2 separate regions of the Mus musculus genome follow, and region 2 is linked to region 1. Evidence: chromatin contacts called from public Hi-C data. All regions are on one chromosome and are shown on one strand. The core of a region is the stretch at or near the end of the contact, and the rest is flanking DNA. Distances in the headings are between cores, read along the strand shown. Region 1 overlaps Grm8 (glutamate receptor, metabotropic 8). Region 2 overlaps Grm8 (glutamate receptor, metabotropic 8).

Region 1 (3,360 bases), core at 205-2,704:
GTACATTATCTTCATCTTTATGCAGTTGACTAGTTGGAAGTCTGCTACATGGACTTTCTACAGAAGCATCTCCCTTGACCACTCATGATCTTGCTTCCAGGGGGTCATTTAAGAAAAACAACTTATGCATCCATGCATTTTCATTTCAACCCACCAGTATAGCAGTCTAAATGCAGGAGGCTCCACAAAGAAAATGAGAGTCTCGAAGGTCACTTAGAAGAATATGTGGCTCAAATAATACTGCTCATCTGAGAAGACTGAAGACAAAGAGAGTAAATGTTTTTAAACCTAATATGGAACATGTCCTGTTGCTATATAGAGGAAGGACTTCAATTGTAACTCTCACTTAAAAAAAAAAATTCCTTGACCAAAGCTAAGGCACAATGTGACACATTGTTCAGCAAACAAAATTCAGTTCTCCAGTTGTTCCTTGCCTTCCTTTCCCCAGATTTCTCAGACTTGGTTCTTTCTTCTTTGTTTTTATCCCTCATACCCTGTCATCTCCTCACTTTCTTTCTCTTTATGTAGACTTCCACCAAATGATTTCAAGAGTAATTTTTAACATACCAGTTGTCTTCAAGACCCATTTCCATATACTAACTGATACAGCCAGCTCTAGAATTACACCTCAGATACAACCAAAACTAAACGCTATAGTTAGAGACTTTTCAGAATACAGAAAAGACCATCAGGCACACATAAAAATTTGAAATTACCTGTCTCAACTTGGAAAAATGTTAGTTAGACCTAAGTTCCAAACCCTAAGTCCTAAGCAGCAAATATTGATTAGACTGTTCCTATAAAGATCTTTCAAATTTCTTTTCACAGTAAAGATGGGCCCTGAGAAGAGCCAAAGACTGTGGGACAAAAATACCTACTAGCCAATAAAGTAGAAGGGTTGTCAGTCATGCAATTAGGAAAATAAACTATAGGGCATTTTCAGGAGAGATTTTTTAATATCCCTTTTTGCAACATTTGGGAGTTAAAGAAGATAATAGCCACCTTCCTAATTGTGTTAGTGAAGTAACACATGAAATTGAAGAGACATTTTAAGATAAAAATTAGAGTGGATAAATGTATTGAGTGATTCCTGTGTGGCATTTAGAAAAGACTTTTGAAGAAAGATAAGTCAAGGATCCAAATAAACTTAAAGTACAGCATCTCAAACAGATACCTTTCTGGTGACCATTTTCTGACAAGGACACTTGTTCTCAGTAACAGAAGAGACACTGGAAACAAAACAAAAAAAAAAGATGATTCCATCTTACAAAAGAAATGCCAAATCCAAGAAAAATCTCTCAATTTGACCTTTGAGAGCACACTGAAGAGGGAGAAAGTCATTCAACATCCGGCTTTAAACACTCAAGATGAATACACAGTAATCTAGATGGCCAGCTTCCTGGCTGGACAACAGCTACTCTCTCTTTATTAACCTCTTCCACCTTTGCCCGATCTCTTCCTGAAAGTAAACAAACTGTATCAGTGGTGAACGTGAACTGTGATCCTCACAGAGCCTTTCTGCTCTGAGATCATAGCCTGTTTATTTAAAATGAGAAGACTTTTCAAATGAAGTTGTAACAATATATTCAAAGCAGCTGTTCCTTTAGGTCCCAGAGAAGAGGACTCTTCAATGTGCAGTTACAGTGAGTTTCTTAGGGTACTTTATTCCCATTACATTTCACGTACCTCAGATAAACACTTAGATGCCTGGGCTGTTTTCCAGTGGTTGCTAGAACAAATTGCCCAATTGTAATGGCTTAACAGGCATCAGTTGTTCTCCAGCACTAGTCCTAGAGTGTAAAATGCATCTCATTGGGCTGAAATTGAGGTGTCACTGGAGCAGTAATTCTACAGACACGACAGGGTTGGAGGGGACACAGAGCCTGCATTTTCAAGCTTTGCCATACGGGTCCCATTTGTTGTATCACAGTCCTTTACTCAACCTTCAGGATGACCAAGGAAGGTTCTAGAAATGCCTAACTGTGACTTTCTTCTTCTCTTAAGAACTGTGTGATTAACCGGGCGTGGTGGCACATGCCTTTAATCCCAGCACTTGGGAGGCAGAGGCAGGAGGATTTCTGAGTTCGAGGCCAGCCTGGTCTACAAAGTGAGTTCCAGTACAGCCAGGGCTACACAGAGAAGCCCTGTCTGGAAAAAGAACTGTGTGATTACATTGACTCTCCAGCCCCACTACCATGGACAATCTTGGATAATTCTCTTTTTCTCTTGGTCAGCTGTTCATCAGCCTTACTACTACCTGCAAGTTGGAGGTCACCTTGCTAAAGATTATAACATATTCACAGTTCTAGAGAGTAGAATGTGGTCATTTTGAATGGTTACTACTAATCTGTTATCCTAAACTAATTTCTATATTCTACAGGCTAAAATGTCTATTGATACACAAAATACCTGGAATAGAATCTATTAAAATCTGAGTAGATTCTGCCAAATATTTTCGAAAGCTCTCCCAACATACTTTGAAGCCAGAATCAAAGCATAAAGTTCACTATATGATAAAAGATTTATATGCAAAGGAATTTACTTATCCTGTGATAGTTTTTATAAATGTTCCCATGCTGCCAAAAAGAAAGCTACTATATTCTCCTTCAATATGTTGGAGCCATTAACAAATAATACCATCACTTTCCTATAGTACCTAGTTCAAATGACATCCTCTGTTTCCAAATGAAACTACTTGCTATACTATAGTAGATCTTTGCTCTGCTCTTTTTCAGGGCTCTGAAACAGGTAAAGCTGTCACCTTCCTCTGTTGGAGATAACACATCTACCTGAACAGTAAGATCTTAGGTGTTTGCTAAAACCTTCCTCTCATTTTTTTGAGATTATCAAATAAACATTCAGATATAAAATCCTCCCTCTTATCTCATTCCTTTACAGTGTGAAGATGATATTCTTCTTTGTTCGGGGGGCAGTGAAGACAGTTAAAAGTTTCACCTTAGCAGAAAAAGATACAACATCTCAAGAGACAAATTACAACTGTGACAAGCCAGCCCATCACATAAGGTGCACCTTGTTGATAGAGGGGGAGATACTCCCTGTTAAAGATTGTGCAAACTTATCTCCCTAACAAACTGACAATTTAAAGCATCATTAGGTTTTATTGGGTGAAGAGGTTTTCTGTAAGTGCATTGGTATGAATTGACTATAGCTTCAGCAAGAAATCTTCTGAGTGTCAACCGCAACCACATTTCCTGAGAACAAAAGAAGGTTCCTTGTTTACTGCTTCCATTTGTTTTGCATTTGCTTTGCCTTTGGTCTAGCACTCAAACCTAGGGTCTTACGAACACTAAGGTTTTCCATATGGTTATATCTTCAGACCATGTTGGCTTCTTAAAGCTG
Region 2 (3,675 bases), core at 298-2,797, 370 kb after region 1:
CTGTTATTGTCCATCTGACATTCAAATCTAAGGAGTCCTATATATCTTATATGGCAACCCTGCTTTAAAAAAATTTCTCCTAGAGGAAAGGGGGAATTGGACTCCCCATTGGCTCTATTCTCTTGAATTCTGATGCAGAGTAAACTGTGAAACAGAAACTCTGCCAACAGCAGATGTTATAGGCCTTGCCAGGGCCAGGAGAGGGCATAAGGTCAGGGCCACAGTCAGCCTCAAGAAAAAGTGTCCAGAAGCTGGCGAGGGGCTCAGCGATCAAGAGAACTTGCTACTCTTCTAGGGGAAGATCACATGGCCTGCGACTACAACTCCAAGGCACCCAACACTCGCTTCTGGGCTCTTAGGGTATCCACACACATGTGGCATACAGAGACAGACACATACATAGAAATAAATGGTTATTATTTTAAGAAATGGAAAAATAAGAAAGCGTTTCTGAGAGACAGTCATCCTGTTTACCTAATGAGCCATTTCTGTAGTTTAAAAAGTTATTGATCCATTGCTCAATCTGCTCTGATTTAATTGTGTCTTAATTGGAATAGTCGGGTCTCAGAGGATAGCAAGCATCTCAGCTACAGTTTATTCTGGAATGAAAAAGAAAAAACATGAATATCCTTGAGTGAAATCTTTCCTTCAAGACAATACAGAGCAGGCTTGTGGCTGGGGAAACCCTTAAAGAAAAGCTTCTGGGAGCAACATTGTTTCCATAAGGACAGATTGAAAAGGCTCATCACTTCAACTCAGTGCCTAAGCAAGCTTTGGACCAAAGAGAAGAAGGTTCATGGCTCAAAGGTAATGAGTACACTCCAGCCACTCATCACAAGACACAGTGGCCATGTGACAGTGAAAATGCTTTTATTATATACTTATCAAAATGCTCTTTTATTATATGTGTGTACGTGTTTTACATACTTTAAATACAAACAACAAAGGCTGTTTAAATAAATACATGAAAATAAATAAAATTATCCTTTCATTCTTTCGGTGAATGAGGAAAGGAACGGAGTTAAAATAGAAGGCTTAGAAGACATTTAAAAGGTAACTAACCATCTCCCAGGAGGTGAGGAGTAAAAGCTAAAATCCTGGTACTGAACACAGGATGCATCACAGTAACCTACAAAGGTCCCTAAAACTGACGATGGGCTCAGATGTGAGACAAAAACAAATGAAAGTTCAGGAGGGTTCAAAAGAAGCCAAAGGTTCTCAGAGCCAGATTGGGGAAGGGGGGAGGGGAACATGGCAATAGGATGCCTGGCATTTGAATGGGCAAACAGAACATGAGTCAGAGCCCTCCAGGCTACCTTACACCCTGTGATGCTGACATAAGCCTGGATAGGGTGCCTGTGTCTTTCATTCTATGACAATGATAGACATTAAGTAGCTGAAAAAGCAAAGAGATGTGGGAGGTTATAGCAAAGCACTCTATTGGAAGTTAGGACACGTGGTTCCAACCAAGATCAGCCCTCCTTGATCCCAGGTCTTGTTGATCTGGCTCAGTGCAGGTGAGTTGCATCACAGTGTAGATTCAGCCATTACCAAATCTGTCCATTGGCTGGCCTCACAAAGTCCAGAGGTGATACTCTCAGGGTGCGACTGCATATCCGCAGCTGACAAAGGCAGAGCCGATTTCAAAAACAGGACTGCCCTTACTGTGAATTTAAGAAGGCTAGCTGAGTAGTACTCCATTGTGTAAATGTACCACATTTTCTGTACCCATTCCTCTGTTGAGGGACATCTGGGTTCTTTCCAACTTCTGGCTATTATAAATAAGGCTGCTATGAACATAGTAGACCATGTGTCCTCATTACCTTCTGGGTATATGCCCAAGAGAATACCCAAGATACAATTTGCAAAACACAAGAAAATCAAGAAGAAGGAAGACCAATGCATGGATGCTTCATTCCTCCTTAGAATAAGGAACAAAATACCCATGGAAGGAGTTACAGAGACAAAGTTTAGAGCTGAGACGAAAGGATGGACCATCCAGAGACTACCCCACCTGGAGATCCATCCCATAATCAGCCACCAAACCCAGACACTATTGCATATGCCAGCAAGATTTTGTGGAAAAGACCCTGATATAGTTGTCTCTTGTGAGGCTATGCCAGTACCTGGCAAATACAGAAGTGGATGCTCACAGTCATCTATTAGATGGAACACAGGGGCCCCAGTGGAGGAGCTAGAGAAAGTACCCAAGGAGCTGAAGGGGTCTGTAACCCTATAGGTGGAACAACAATATGAACTAACAGGTACCCCCAGAGTTCATGTCTCTAGCTGCATATGTAGCAAAAGATGGCCTAGTCAGCCATCACTGGGAAGAGAGGCCCCTTGGTCTTGGAAACTTTATATGCCCCAGTACAGGGGAAGCCAGGGTCAAGAAGTAGGAGTGGGCGGGTAGGGGAGCAGGGCAGGGGGGGTATAGGGGACTTTAGGGATAGCATTTGAAATATAAATGAAGAAAATATCTAATAAAAAAATTGAAAAAAAAGAAGGCTAGCACTGAAGAAATGCTGTCTTAACACTGTGATTTCCCCAGTTGGTATGTGCTATACATTAGAATTAATACCAAGGGTTAGCAAATAGGGAAGAATTTTTCCTTCCTTGGGGAATCACATATGCTTGCATGGCAAAGAGCACAACCACCTGGCTCCTGATTGTACAAGGACATTGTGGGAGGTCAGGTCTCCCTAGGAAAGCGCTGCCCCATATTGCCCTGCTCTTCTGACCTGGCCTGCAGGCTCCACTTCAGTCCTTGGTCATGTGCTTGCTATTCCATCTCCTGTTGCAACATCAGTCTTGCTGGAGGAAATCACACCTGCAATAAACTCAATCTCCAAAGAACTCTGTTTTCCCTCTGAGTATGCAGAAAAACTCCCACCTGCAAGTGAGTATCCTACCTATTTCGCATGGCTTTGCTGAAAACCTCCATCACCTACCTAAGGATCAATCTTCTCTTTTGATTATTGTTTGTATCATAAAAGAAGACAACCCCAAAACCTAACAATGCGAAGTTGGGAAAGTTCCATCAGACTAAGGGGAGAATCAACATTTTTCAATCATAAATGCATCAGGTGATCTTTTGGGGGCTGCTCCATTGCAAGCTTCCGTCCTATCTCTCATCATCATGGCATAGTCCTTATGTCTCTGTCTATTGGCCTTTTAAGAAAATGTTGAGACTCATCAAATATTGAGCATGTATATTTGCAGAGAATTACATAGTAAAGGCTCTTCAGTGTGAGACAATGTATAGGAAACGCGAGAGAAACAGCTGCTTCTATTTAGCTTGCAGATAAGAAGTCTAAAGAAGGGATGCTATGTGCCTTGGGAGGTCTTGAGAAAGCCAGATGTTATACTTTACTTCTCTTGAATGTATTAAATATAGGTTATATTTTTAAGTTTCATATGTTTCTCTTTTATATTCCAAGGCTTTGATTTTGCAGCTCAGAACTTATTTTAATAAGGTGTGTACATACCTAGGCAAATTTAAAATTATGCTTACTTTTTCTCACTTGCTAATTGTTGAATTTTCGTGTTTAATTTTAATCTTGAGAACAGGGAAACTGCTATCTCTCTTCCAGTTCCTGTCACCTTAGAAGAAAGTGATGGTGTGGCAGCTACACATACAGGGACAGCTGGCAGGGCAGGGGGAGGGGACAATAA

The links. A called contact is a pair of places that touch in the nucleus more often than the background predicts.
Region 2: a Hi-C map of liver shows a contact between it and region 1, with 5 times the contacts expected there. The contact joins two enhancer-like sites. A contact is called at or near these places in 3 of 39 promoter capture datasets (liver and stem cell-derived epiblast-like cells) and 10 of 484 Hi-C or Micro-C datasets (the G1E-ER4 cell line, embryonic stem cells, liver and 1 more).

The regions. Positions count from the first base shown.
Region 1 is chr6:27,660,492-27,663,851 of GRCm38.p6, forward strand. All of the region lies in intron 5 of Grm8 (glutamate receptor, metabotropic 8), which reads right to left. Among named protein-coding and RNA genes, the nearest start is that of Mir592, 270 kb to the right of the region's middle. Within about 2 kb of position 1,455, at least 3 of the 459 cell types and tissues checked have an H3K27ac peak or open chromatin away from gene starts, as enhancers often do. A contact at or near this core is called in liver, where this site is marked.
Region 2 is chr6:28,030,669-28,034,343 of GRCm38.p6, forward strand. The region is part of intron 1 of Grm8 (glutamate receptor, metabotropic 8); the gene reads right to left. Among named protein-coding and RNA genes, the nearest start is that of Gm52896, 66 kb to the right of the region's middle. Within about 2 kb of position 1,548, at least 3 of the 459 cell types and tissues checked have an H3K27ac peak or open chromatin away from gene starts, as enhancers often do. A contact at or near this core is called in liver, where this site is marked.